Linked DNA regions of Arachis hypogaea: region 2 is linked to region 1. The links are chromatin contacts, called in public Hi-C maps. All regions are on one chromosome and are shown on one strand. The core of a region is the stretch at or near the end of the contact, and the rest is flanking DNA. Distances in the headings are between cores, read along the strand shown. Region 1 has its middle 6.0 kb from the start of TRNAE-CUC. Region 2 has its middle 23 kb from the start of LOC112718170.

Region 1 (7,088 bases), core at 2,694-5,193:
AGCCTATATATGCAAACATATAAAATCACGTGAAACATATATATGCAGCCAAATTAAACCACAACAAAAAATTGTGAAACATATATATGCAGCCAATTTAAGCCACAACAACAAATCTTGCAGCCATGTTGATCTCATAATTGGACCCTCCTGCAGTAATCTGCATTATTGGCTTTGTGCTACTTGTCCTAAATTATTGCATGAAGAAATTGTAATGTAGATTAAATGTAAACCCATGTGCCATGTACCTATTTCTAAGCTTCACTGTGAAAGAACCATGGTTCTAAATTAAGTACTATTTAGATTGATAACTCAAAACAAAGTGAAATAAATAAAACAATTGACTAATATCACGTGTGAAGAAGATTTTAACAAGGTTAAACTCTTTATTTACTCTCTAGTGATAGATTACAGAGATATAATGAAGATTTCCTCGTATTCAAGTCACTAAATATCCATTCCCCTTTCCTTAGAGCTGGAATATGAACATTCGTGATATAATCTTTTCAATCTATTGTCTTTACATCAAATCCAAAATCTCTTTTCTCTTCTTCAAACATGATTTCCATTAATCTTTATGTGTTAATGTTATCAAACCTGCATCAAAGTAATTATTGGTCTTTTGGTCTAGAAAAGACTAAAGAGTACTACTATTCACGTTCATTTTTGCCTCTAAACTTGATTTATTAAGTATGGGATACTTCATGACATAATGTAGATATAAGGACATGACAATGTTTAAAAAGTTGTGGCTAACTAAAATATCCCAAATCCATAACTTAATCCAACACTAGATTCATCCAACATAAATTAATCTAGCAGCAAGAATATCTAATAACTTGCAATAAATTTTGAAAAAACCAAAGATCAGGAAGACAAAACCAGTCCTAAAGATTAATCAAAGAGAAAATACAATTAGGATTCAAGTGGTCGGGCAGTGACTAAAGTAGGTAAAATATCTCTGTAAGCACCAAATTTTTTTATTTTGCTTATATGAGTTAATATTTGGAATTGGAATCTTAATTGATATGATATAAAGAAGTAAAAATTTAAAAAATTAAATCATGTGGATTTATAATTAAAATTGTGATAAGAAGTATATATATACAAAGAGCTTCTTCAATTCAACGAACAGCAACAACAACAAATTTTCAACAGCCCAGCAACAAGAACATCTAATAAGTAATAACTTGCAATAAATTATGAAAAAACCGAGTTACCAACCTCAGAAGACGACATTGTGAGTTGCAAGAGAAGGCTCGAACCAAGGGTTTTCTTGCCAACAAAGAGGAACTGCTTAGCGACGAAGATTGCTGGACGGCAATGAGGACTGCTATTCGGCGACAGAGAAGAACGGCTCAGACGGAAATCGACAACGGCAAGACAATGGCGTGAAGACAACTCTCTGCAACGCCTGTGATGGAGATCGACGACGTCCTTCACGGCGACTCAACGACGGCGCTCTCAGCTCTCAGCTCTCTGGCTCTCTCAAGCTCTCATTCTCTCAGGGTCTCAGGCAATCAGGCATAGAGGAGAAAGATGGACCTTAGTTTACTGATGCATTGTGTTGTGGGGTTGTGACTTGTGGCTGTGCTGAGTAGGAATTGGGAGGTTAGAGGTTTGCATATTAGGTTAAAGGGTAAATGTGTAAAAACAAGCATTTCTGAACCAATACTTCAGTTCGATTTGGTTCGATTTTTATTGAGCCAATCAAAAACTGAATCGAACCGATCGATTTAATTCGAAAAAAAAAAACAGATTTTTTTAGTTTTTCATTCAGTTATTGTAAATTTCGGTTCGATTTTACGATAAATTTTGGTCCAATCAGTAACTTATACCTCTAATATGTGGTATCCCGGTATCTTTTTTTTGATGGACTCGTGCTGGTTGTTTATTTTATATGGTTAAAGAAGTGCGGGTTTTGAAACATTGGATATTAGGTTTTGAAATGGTTATTGCTAAACATATAATAATGACTTATAAGTTAAGATGTGAATGATATCGGTCATGGTAACTTTTACTAATTTCAGATTTTCGAATTGCCATGGCAACGTAATTATATAATGACTTATATAGATTTCTGAAGGTTATAATATTACTATATATAGTCGTATAATGATTTAATTAATATAATATTTTATTCACAATGATTAACTCTACTAACCATCTCTTATTATTATAGGCTAAGTCGGGTCAACTGTAAAGCCTTCAACAAATAATAAATTAGGTTTAGATTTAAAAATTAAAATGAGTTATTTAGTGTAAAATTAGGAATTAATTGAATGTATTTATAACATGAGACACAAATTGACACACAAACAAATAACAAATAATATTGTGACATGTGATATAATAGTTTATGTCAATATATTATGTTTCAATTATTACTATGCCATTATATAATTACACGTAGTTAAATCATAATATGATATATAATTCACATTATCAAGCGATGTTAGTACGTAAAAAAAATCCAAAATTAATGTGGTATATTTTTATTAATTTTAAAAATATAATTGATATAATTTGAATTTCAAAAATGATTTTAGCATAGGATGACTATTTTAGTTAGAGATTTAGTTAGGAAGTATACATTAAAAACTAATACACATAAGCATGATGAACAGTAATTTTACTCAGGTGCTCATATTACTCGATATATTAAATCATCTTATATTAATATGAATAATGTAAATAGATAATGGGAAGTGCTAAGTAAACAATGATTATCTTAAACAACATGAACAATTACTAATTAAATATAAGTACACTATACTCTAATTTAATACTACTCATTAAATTTACTCTTTTAATCCTATTAATTCATATTATTCACATATTATTGTTTAAAAATGTTATTAATTACCTATACTTTTTCATAGATAATTAACATTCCACACAAAGCCTATTAGAAACTCCTATAGTTTCTAGATTCTTCTAAAATACATCAATAAAGATCACTATTCATGCCTCTCCCATTACACACTAGCTATTATTTCCATATTAGAGCCACCAAAGTTCGTTGCAACACCATAAAACTAATAACAATAGTAGCTGCATAGGGAACAAAAGGTATCCAGAAATCGGAAAGCAATAACGCTATTTCTATTTTTTTATAATGCTACTTTTACATTATTTATTCTTTTGCATGGTATATTTGTATAAATTTATAAAAAAAATAGTATTATAAAAATAAGAATGACAATATTGAATAAAGTTAGTAAAAGAGAAAACCCAAGACAAAGTTTTATCCCAAATTGTGAAATTATTAGACCATCAATTTTCTAGAAAATACCTCCGGGTAAGTACATCTTTAACAATTTGGAATTATGTTATCCTTTTGGATACAACCTCTAGTTGTTGCAAATAAAGGAATGAACCAAACCATTTCTTCTTCACATATACATATAATTTTTCAAAATCATCTGTTATATATATTTCTCTTTATCTCTATCTCTCTTTAGATCAAAATCTTCTTCAATCTTCATATCCATATAAATCAAACTAAGTGTTTATGGGTGTGTGAAGGAAATAGTGCAGTGGGTTTGATTTTGATTAACAAGAAAGTTGCTCTTAGCTTATTGAAATTGAATTACACGAGGAGGTAGTTAATCAATTTTGAATCAACAATAATGTGAGTGATTTGGTCGCATGATTTGCTTGTTAATAAATAATGAACATAATTTACCTTGCTCATCTTTATCTCTAGGTTAGCAACACATATTTGAAGAAGAGAATCAAATTTGAAGAAGAGAGCTACCCCTGATTAGGCTTAAAGTCTTGCTAATTTTTTTTTCCTTTTGCCCAAGCCCGTGTACCTATCTCCCAGTTCAAAAAATATGCTAATTATCTGGGACGAAATTTCATGAGGCTCCAGCCCCACCAAAAAAAATTCTCTTTTTATATATATAAAGGAGTGGCCCCCCAACTTAAAAAAGCATGGCCTCTCCCCCACTCAAATAGACTTGTCAACTTGGGGTCTTGGTCCATGGCCCATGGGTATAGTTAATTAGTTATCACTTAACACAAATAAAAAAAGAAAGGAGCCGTTAGCACCCTCCTTGTTTTTTCTCTGCACAAGCTAACGTTTCAAACGGCTACCACCGCCCATGACCGGCAACGATAGGCCGGAACGGGCCCCCAATGAGTACTCCCGACCACCACAGGAACATGAGAACCAAGCAAGAAACAAGAAGAAGATTAGGAAAGGGGAAGATGGGTTTTCAGACACACAAGCGTTTATCTCTTGTCATGAAGATTGGATGAAAGATAAAGTAGAGAATTAGAGAACGAGGTCCTATGCGAACATGGTCACTGGAACTGGAGCAACATCCGATGAAGACCTATCAGACACCGAAAATGAAGAATTGATGAGTGACTAGAAAAAAATACCTGAAACAACAGAACCAAGAGAAGATGTAAAGAAAAAAGACAAAGAAAACATATTAGTTGTGGATATAGAAGACAGTATGTTCAACATTGTTATAAATGATAATGCTAAAAGAGAACTCTGGAAGTTATGGTGGAAATCCCTAATTGTTAAACTCATGGGGAGAAAGATTGGATACGCAGCCATGAAAAAGGAGGCTGGAAATGATGTGGGGCAGATTTGGTGGAGTGGATGTCATAGACCTTGGCAATGACTTCTACCTAGTGAAGTTTTATGCTGAGGATGACTTAAATCATGATCTCCTTGATGGTCCTTGGAAAATATATGACCACTACTTGGCTTTAAGACTCTGGGAGCCAAATTTTAACCCCATTCTTATCTCGATTGACAAAATCACAGCATGGGTTAGACTTTCAGGCCTTCCCATCAAACTCTACAATGAAAAGATTCTAAGAAAAATAGGTGACCTCATAGGTAGAACCTGTAAAGTAGATTACAACACCTCGCATCTCTGTCGAAGAAAATTCGCAAGGCTATGCGTGGAGGTGGACTTAACTAAGCCACTGTTAAAAAGATACATGGTAAATGGAAAAGAATACCAAGTTGAATATGAGGACATACACCAGATTTGCTTTACATGTGGTAAAGTAAACCATGAACAGAAAAACTGCGATATTTGGAAGGAATTAAAAGAGGAAAAATAATAGCAACAAAAAGAGAAATAAGAGAAGGAAAAACAAGCAACAAAAAATATGGAAACAGCAGCAGTAACTCAAGAAGCAGCAAGAAAAAATGAACAAGAGAAAGCAAAAGGAAATGAAGCCACAATGAACTAGGGATCAGATAAGTATGGCCCATGGATAATAACCCATAAACAAAGGAGAATGAGGATGGAAACAAACAAAGAGGAAGCTGGTGCCAGCCACACCAAAGAGAAAGAAAGCAAGAAAAATAATAAGTCAAGATATAGTGTGTTAGAAATAGAAGAGCCAAATGAAAGTGGAATGGAGAATGAGGAGGAAAGAGAGTAAGAAAGCAACAAAAAAGTAGCACAAGAGGAAAAAGAACAGAATCAAAGAGGCAAAGAAAAAGAGACAAAACAACCAAACAAGAATCAAAATGAAAAGAGCAACACAACAAAAAAATAAGAACAACCAGATAGAACTGACTTAGGCACAAACTCAGCAAATACAAGCAGAAAAAATCAGAACAACACAAATAAAGTGATATACAAGGGAGAAAGCAGCCAGAATAATAAGGAAAACAACATAGCTAAATACAAGGAGAGATGGAAGGTAGCAAATGGCAACACGCAAAATCAAAATTTTCAAACAACCAACAACAAAGAGCAAGAATACCAAAAAATGGAGGAGGAAGAACCACCAAACCCTAGAGAGCTTGAACAGAGATCTGATGTGCCTATGGAAACAGACATGCAGAAGGAGATAGAAGACCTGATAATGGGAGTCGAGTGTGAAACTCCCAGAATCAGTAAGATAGGAAAAGACATAGCTGTGGATATGTAGCTAAACTAATTCCTTCTAAGAATTTTAATGATTATAATGTCTTGGAATGTTAGAGGTACGGCTAGTTGTGCTTTTAGATGCACCTTAAAAGAATTCTTAAGACAATACAATCCTGACATTGTGCTCCTGTTGGAAACAAAAGTTAGCAATAATAATGCTAGAAGAATTATCCAAGGTACTGGTTTCAACAATTTTAGTATTGAGGAAGCTCAAGGATTTATAGGAGGAATTTGGATATGCTGGAAGGACAACAGTATCTCTATTACAACATTAGAATCTAACCAGCAATTTATACATACAAGAGTGTAGCGTCACAACTAAGATCCCTGGTGCCTCACAGTGGTTTATGCGAATCCACAACCAAACAATAGAAGATTGATTTGGCAGAGTATTGAAAGAATAGCAAGAAACATGGGAGAACCTTGGCTGTTAATAGGAGATTTTAACGAAATAAAAGATAGCACTGAGAAAAAAGGTCGCAGACCTATTGATCTTAGAATGTGTAGAAACTTTGCTAATTGGATTGATAGATGCGGATTAGTAGATCTAGGATTTATTGGAACTAGGTTTACTTGGAGAGGGCCGCAATGGGAAGGATATGATAGAGTTTTCAAAAGATTAGATAGGGCTCTATCTAATCCCTCATGGAGAACCAAATTCCAAGAAGCGGTTGTTAAAGTTCTGCTTAGAACCAAACATGACCACCATCCTCTTTCGTTAACGGAAAATAAAGGAACCGATTGCAGGAGTGGCAAACCTTTTAGATTCGAAGCTATGTGGTCAATGCACCCGGATTTCAGACCATTTTTGGAAAAACATTGGAAAGAGGACAACATGTTCATTCACAACCTCAACAGTCTCAGGGAAGATCTAAGTAAATAGAACAAAGAGGCCTTTAGAAATATTTTCAGGACAAAGAGAAGACTTTTAAACAGAAATAATGGCATCCGAAAAAGAATTAGCTATGGAAAAAATCCTTTTCAGGATAATTTGGAAACAAATCTAAAAAGAGAACTAGAAGACATTCTAGATAAAGAAGAAGCTTTCTGGCTCCAAAAATCAAGAGAGCAGTGGGTGGTTGAAGGAGATAGAAACACAAAGTTCTATCACACTAAAGCCATTATAAGAAGAAGAAAGAACAAGATTCACAAGATTAGAGATGCCAATGCAAA
Region 2 (7,088 bases), core at 2,829-5,328, 110 kb before region 1:
CAAGTGACGAGACAAAAAGAAAAGTCTCGTGGCTAGGGACGAGACAAAAATTAAATAAATCTCTAGAAATTATTTCAAAGACCAGCAAGTGTTCTGAAGTAAAAAAGGGGCTAAGATTCAACCCCCCTTCTCTTAGCCACTGAAACCATCACTTTTAAATTTTAACTTTAAATTTTGTACTATTTTTTATTTACATAGGACTGGGTTAACCGGTTCAACCAGTGACCTACCGGTTAAACCAATAATCCAATAACCCAGTAGCTTGACTGGTTCTATCACCGATTCGGTTCTTACAACTATGGATAGGAGAGAGAGAAAAAGAGAGAGAAAGATGGAGAGAAAAGGGACAAAGAGAGAGAAAGGGAGAGGGGAGATAAAGAGGGGATGGGGAGAGAAAGAGAGAGAGAGACAGAAAAAAGAGAAGAAGGAGAGAAGGAGAGAAGGAGGGGAGAGAGAAAGAGGGAAGGGGAGAGAGAGTGAGAGAATGATAGAGAGAAAGAAAGGGGAGGGGGAGAAAGAGGGAAAAGGGAGAGAGAGAAAAGAAAGAGAAGAGGAGAGAGAAAAATGGGGGAGAGAGAGAGAGAGAAAAAATGGGAGAAAGAGACAGAGAGAGAGAGAGAAATGGGAGAGAGGGGAGAGAGAGAGGAAGAGAAAGAGAGGGGAGGGGGAGAAAGAGGGGACGGGGAGAAAGAGAGAGAGAGAGAAGGAAGAGAGAAGAGGAGGGGGAGAGAAAAGGAGAGAGATGGAAAGAAGGAGATAAGAAAGAGTTACTCGTATCATTTAGAAAGAAAATTATTTATATTAGAAACAAATTATTTATAAAAAATGCTGAAAAGAGATAAGAAAGAAAAAGGAAGAAAAGCAATGGAAGGGATTTCATTATTTACAAAAGTTACTCGTATCATTTAAAAAGAAAAAAAATTAGATTAAAAAAATTCAATTAAAAAAAGTTTAAAAATTTGGGTTTTTGTATGTAAAAATATTAATTTTTGTGTAAAAACTATTTTTACATATAAAAACCAATTTTATGGTATAAAACCCAATTTTTAGCATAAAATCGGTTTTTTGGTGTAAAACCGATTTTTTAAGTAAAAACCGATTTTTTAATATAAAAACCAGTTTTTCTATATAAAAATCGGTTAGTTTTTAAAAACCAGATTTTATTTTAATAACCGGTTAAAAATCGGTTTTGAATTTCAATAACCGGTTAATAACCGATTTCATCATGTAAAACCAATTTGGTTAATTAACCAATACTATATTTTTGGTTAACCATAAAACTGGTTTGGTTTTTGGATTAACCAAACCATGAACACCCCTAATTTTTAAGTATTATATGTTACAACACTCACACACACTGCAAACTAGACACTCAACACTAAGGTAGTGTTTGAAAGAAAAACAAAGATTAAGAGATTGAGATTGAAAAATAGAGACTAAGAAACAGAGATTGAAATAAGTCTCAGTATTGTGTTTGGTATAAAGTGGAAGAATGAAATTGAAATAAGAATGAAGTTCTAATTTAATTTATATAAAGAATAAAGTTGGAATTAATTAATTGAAATATGGGTATTTTAGGTATAAAATATTATTAAAGTTTTAGTTTCCGTTCCCAAAAATTCCAGTCTCTTGTGTCTCTATTTTTAGAAATACTGAAATATCAGTACTGAAATTTGAGATAGAGACTAAAATTTTAATACCAATTTTTTACTTCTGAACTAACAAATATAATATTAAATTTTAGTATGTGAGTCTCCGTCCCAGTATTTTAAAATAAATGCTACCTTGGGCTTATATTATAATCGGTTTATGTTTGTGGCTTGAAGTCCCACTTGGTGGCCAGCTAGAGTTTATGTTTCGATGGATTTGATTTACAGACCAAAATAAAAGTCCAAAGAAAATTATGGATTTAGATTCCCTTCAACCACAGAACCATTTGGGCCAGCTTTTGATTCATGCGTACGCATGCCTGCTTTTATTTGTGATCCAACGAAGCAAACAATTGGGAAAATGAATAAAAGGGGAAACAGGAAGAAAACCAAGGTTCACTCACTGCAGATCCTTGCTAACAAAAAATGAAAAAATTGGAAGAAATCATACTTGATGAGGTTATTCTTTCATTTAACCAATCTTGTTCGCTGCTTTTTGCTTTCCCCAAAAAAATTGCCATCTGAAGTCTAATTTTTAGTGCCACAGTTTTTTGACATATTGTAGAACTTCAGTTAATACATAGGCAAACTATTTAAACAAATTTGATTAGAACCAACTTGTCATATCATCATCCTTATTGTGCCTCTGTCCATGTAGAAAGTCACGTATACATTGACTAATACCAAGAATAGGAAAATTCTCTATATTTGGTTGGAAAGAATGGAATAGAAAATTAAAAGTAGAAATTTATGTATAATACTTGATCATTTGTAACGCAATTTCTCTATATTATATGATACTTGTTGCATTGCACATACAAGAATGAACTCACTAGCAAAACTTGTAGCTAATAACTTGTTCTTATGGTTTTTATTTATAGATAAAAATTAGATCAAACAATAATAAATATAAGTTTAATTTTAGTATATTAATAGCGTAAAATATTTTATATAGTCATATAATTATATTTATTCTTTTATTAAGATTTAGTTAAAAATTTAAGAGTAGAATAGATATTTAATAAAATTAGAGAATAAAATAGTAATTTAAAATTAAATATAATTCATTAAAATTATTTTAAAAATATTTTTTATAAATTCACTAATTAGTTTTTAATAAGTATTTTAATTTAAAAATTAAAGATAATTCAATAAAATTGTTTTTGGTTCATAAAATTAAAGTATTCAATTTTAAATTTTAATTATTCAAATTATATTATATAAAATCCTCATTACTTTTTAAGTTACTAAAACTTTTAAATTTTAAACATTTTAAATGTCTAATTATTATAAAAATTATATAAGAATCTTATTTAATTTAAACTTAATTTATCAAAATTTAATTTAGTTATCTTTAATAAAATAATTTTTTAAAATAAAGTCTTGAACAAATAAAATAAATTAAAACTAGTTTGTAATAAAATTTTTAAAAGTTTGAGATTTTACAATAGCCACACACCTTTTTTGACACCCAAAAGAGAAAACAAGTGAAAGAATGAGTGAGAAAGAAGGATGTAGAGTGAGACACAGAGAGGTTAGAAAGGATACAACGATGGTAATGAACAACAACGATGAAGATGTGAAGATGAAGGTGATAATGTTGATGATGCATGAAAACGAAAGAAAATCTTACAAGGAAGGAGAAGGCGCACTGATTTGTATATTAGCGTGAAAATGAAAAAAAAAAATTCACTAAATTTGCGTGCATTTGATATTAGATAACGTTTGTAAAGCGCATCTAAAATATAAATATTAGATTACTTTCAAAAGTATATCTTTTATAAAAAAAATATATCTATTAATATTAAAATAAAATTATTTTATAAGTGAATTTTTTATTATTTAAAAAAATACTTGTTAAATAATGTTATAACTATATTTTCTATTTTACTATAAAAATAACAGAAAAATATAGAATATTAATATACTATCTGTCAATTTATTATCAATAATAATTAATTATTATATTTTAAATACATGTATAAAAAGATATTTTTAGAAAATATATCTATAAAAATATTTTTATTAGACACAGCCATAAAAAAATATTTTTATTAGACACATTTATAAAGATATTTTTATTAAATACAATTATAAATAAGAGTTGGTAAAAATTAGTAAATATACTATTGATAATGTAGCGAGATTGAAAAATAACACATTAAAAAAAGTATAATCTATTTTATGAATAAATTATTCTTTTTAAATATAATCTAAAAATTTATTATTAAATAGGTGATTTTCTTGTAATTCTCCTAGCATACTAGCTAGTCCTGGCATCGCCTATTAAAATATCTATGGTATGCCAACATAATTCACCAATAATAATATTATCACATGTTACATACCTTAGTTATACACTTATACTAACTACTTGTGAAAGAAAATGATTTTGTATTAAACTGGTTGAAGTGTGTACAGAAAGCATGTGTACTTCTACAGTTCTACTTACTTCCTCATCTTCTTTCAACCTTCAAGTTTCAACTCCCAAGGGTCCACTTGCAGCTGATTTTTTCATTCTATAATATCGGTCGTCAGTGATTACGTTTCTCCTAGGAAGTCGGCTATTTAAATTAAGATGATGAATCAGATAGATGAGCATATAATAAAAAAATACTTTATTTAACAACCTATTATTATTATTTATAAACTTAACTAACAAGAACAAATATCATTAAGTCTTCAATTATGTTACACCAAAAATTAATTACTCTATAATAATAACAACAAAATTGATTATTCTTCCGTAAATATTTACTCATTTTAATGATAATGAAAAATACGTAGAATAACAAATATAAACATAAACAAATATGTAGCGATTTATCACGATAAATTTTAGACGGTTAAATTTAATAGTATTTGTATAGTATTTTGAAGTATTTGAAAATATTTTAGATAGTTCCAAAACGTTCTAAAATATCTTAGAAAGTCTCGAAAGACTCTGAAAGGTCATAGAGTATTTTAGAAAAGTGTAGATATATATAAAAGTATAAAGAATGGTATGAAATAATCTAAAAACATTTAAAAAATTGTGGTAGGATAAATATTTGTAAAGAAGGTTTTAGATGATTAATTTAGACTGTTAATTAGATTTAATTCTAACCATCTATTAAGAAGTGGATGACTATAAATAGGGGGTGAAAGTTAGAATTTGTGTATGTGTAAATTATTTGTATCAAATACTTGAACAATAAAATATTTTTTTACCAAAATTTTTTTTCTCTTATATTCTCTTATATTTTTAATTTTTTTGCAAAATATTAAAAATTATGCTGATTTGGTCTTAACTCAAGAAGTTAAGTAAGTTCGAATGCCGAATTAAAATGTACCTAAAGTCGTGAAAGACTGATTTAGTATTTAATTTATAGACTGAAACATATTCTAAAATATTAGTAAAGAGAAATAAGGACCAAGAGTGAAGGCGCGCTTACCAGTTCAAGACCAATTCTAGAAGAAACACCCGGACCTGGTCAACCGTTTTGTTCCCTTTTGAATGCGTTAGCAGGTTATGGAGTGTAAAATAAATTAAAGAATGGATAGAGTGTTGTTAAGTTAAGAAAATATCCAACAATTTTAATGATGACAAATATTTTATTAAAATATAATTGATTGAGTATATTAATTATATATTTTAAGTATTGTAAAAAAAATCTTAATATAATCTAAATTTTAACAAGAAATATATTAAAAAAATAAGTATTTATTGTGATATTATTTTATTAAAATAAAAAGCAACAAAAAAGAAAAAATTTCATGAGATCATATTCAATATAAAAAAAAGATTTATTTTTAAAAATTGACCTTCAGGCTTCATTATATAGTTGACAATTCTCTAAAATAAATTCAAAAAAAAATCTCAATTAATAATTCATGATTCAAGCAAAACAGTACAGTATATGTTTGATATATTTACTAACAAGATCGATTATGTATTCATAGAAAGCTAGTACACATTGTAATCAAACCAAATAAGGAAGTTATCCACATTCAAAGTCAACGACTATCTTCTTAATGAGTGCAACTGGGTAATTCAATTTCAATCAAATAAGGAAATGATTCCTACATTAAAAGAAGAGATCATGCTATCTATATATGAAGGAATCATTAAAAAAAAAAAAAGGCAACCAACTAAAACACGTTGAGAGATATAGCTTTTTGCTGATTTGGTGTTCTTTTTATTTTGAGTGTGTTTTAATATTTTTTTTGTTGTCTAATAAAATTAAGTTTATATTGAGAGATAAAAAAGTAAAAATAATTAGTTCATATAAAAGTTATTTTATACTTTTGTTTGAGTAATTGTTTCGAAAGTATATTGGGATTAGAATGTACTTTGTTCTCTATTACGTTAGATTAGCATTTAAAGGTTACTAAGCTTAGGTTAGCTTAATTAGGTGAGTGACAAGAACGTGACTTTCTTGAAATTAGTGATTAAAATCATTATTGATTTTAGTAAAAATTCTATTATAATTCGTAAAAAAGACTGAATATAAGTTTCATTATATTTGGAGACTGAATCAGGATATATTACCCTTTTTCAATTCATTAAGAACCTTTAGGAAGTCTATAATAGTGTCAGCCAATTTTGAGTTTGAATTTTAGTGAATATTAAATGAATCGAAATTATATTTAGATAAATTTAATTTACTTATTTGTAAATTGACTCAAATTATATCTAGATGTTTTTTTTAGGGTTAAGTACGATTTTGTTCTTTAAGGTAGGGATTGAAAATTTTTTCGTCTCCAACCTTTTTTTGCTTACAAAATCGTCCATAAGATTTAACTTAGTTTTAAAATCGTCCTTTTTACCAAATTTTTTATTTTTATTATCTATATATATATATATATATATATATATATATATAAAGAAAACGAGAAAATGGGAAACTGGGGAAGGGAATCATACTTGGGGGGTTTCCAGGGAAGAAGAGGGAGAATGGAAGGTGGGAAAGGGAAGGGAAAGGGAATCCCTCGCTGCCACCACTGCTCCTTATTGTTCGGTCCTCGCTGCTGGATCTCACCGCTAAATCTCGTCGTTTTCTTTCTTCCTCATCACACACTCACACTAACAGCAAGAGATGAGAGAGCAGCGGGAGAGAGAAGGAGAAGTGGAGAGGAAGAGAAGAGAGGAACAGAGGCACCAAGGGACATTGCGTCCAGCTCACCATGCCGTCATCCTCATCGCGAACCGCCGTCGTCGGTCATCGAGCCATATCCCGTCACCGCCGTTGGAGTGAGGTCTCGTTCACACCAACAGATCTACGAGGTTGGACGGTCGTTGATGCTCTTCGTCGGTCACCGGTGTTCTTTGTCTTCCTTTTCGGTTGTTGTTGTTGTTGTTGTTCTGATTCCATTATCCATTATTGTTGCTCTTCTTTTGATTCTGGTTGTTGTTGTTGTTGTTTCATTATTGTTGCTTCTGCTTTTGTTTTCTGCTTT

The links. Hi-C and Micro-C count contacts between places; a contact is called where the count stands out from the background.
Region 2: a Hi-C map of leaf shows a contact between it and region 1, with 1.9 times the contacts expected there. The contact joins two enhancer-like sites. A contact is called at or near these places in 2 of 8 Hi-C or Micro-C datasets (leaf and an unstated tissue).

Annotation. Positions count from the first base shown.
Region 1 is chr10:10,732,051-10,739,138 of arahy.Tifrunner.gnm2.J5K5, reverse strand. No RefSeq gene overlaps it. Among protein-coding and RNA genes, the nearest start is that of TRNAE-CUC, 6.0 kb to the left of the region's middle. Within about 2 kb of position 3,943, at least 3 of the 3 cell types and tissues checked have open chromatin away from gene starts, as enhancers often do.
Region 2 is chr10:10,844,086-10,851,173 of arahy.Tifrunner.gnm2.J5K5, reverse strand. No RefSeq gene overlaps it. Among protein-coding and RNA genes, the nearest start is that of LOC112718170, 23 kb to the left of the region's middle. Within about 2 kb of position 4,078, at least 2 of the 3 cell types and tissues checked have open chromatin away from gene starts, as enhancers often do.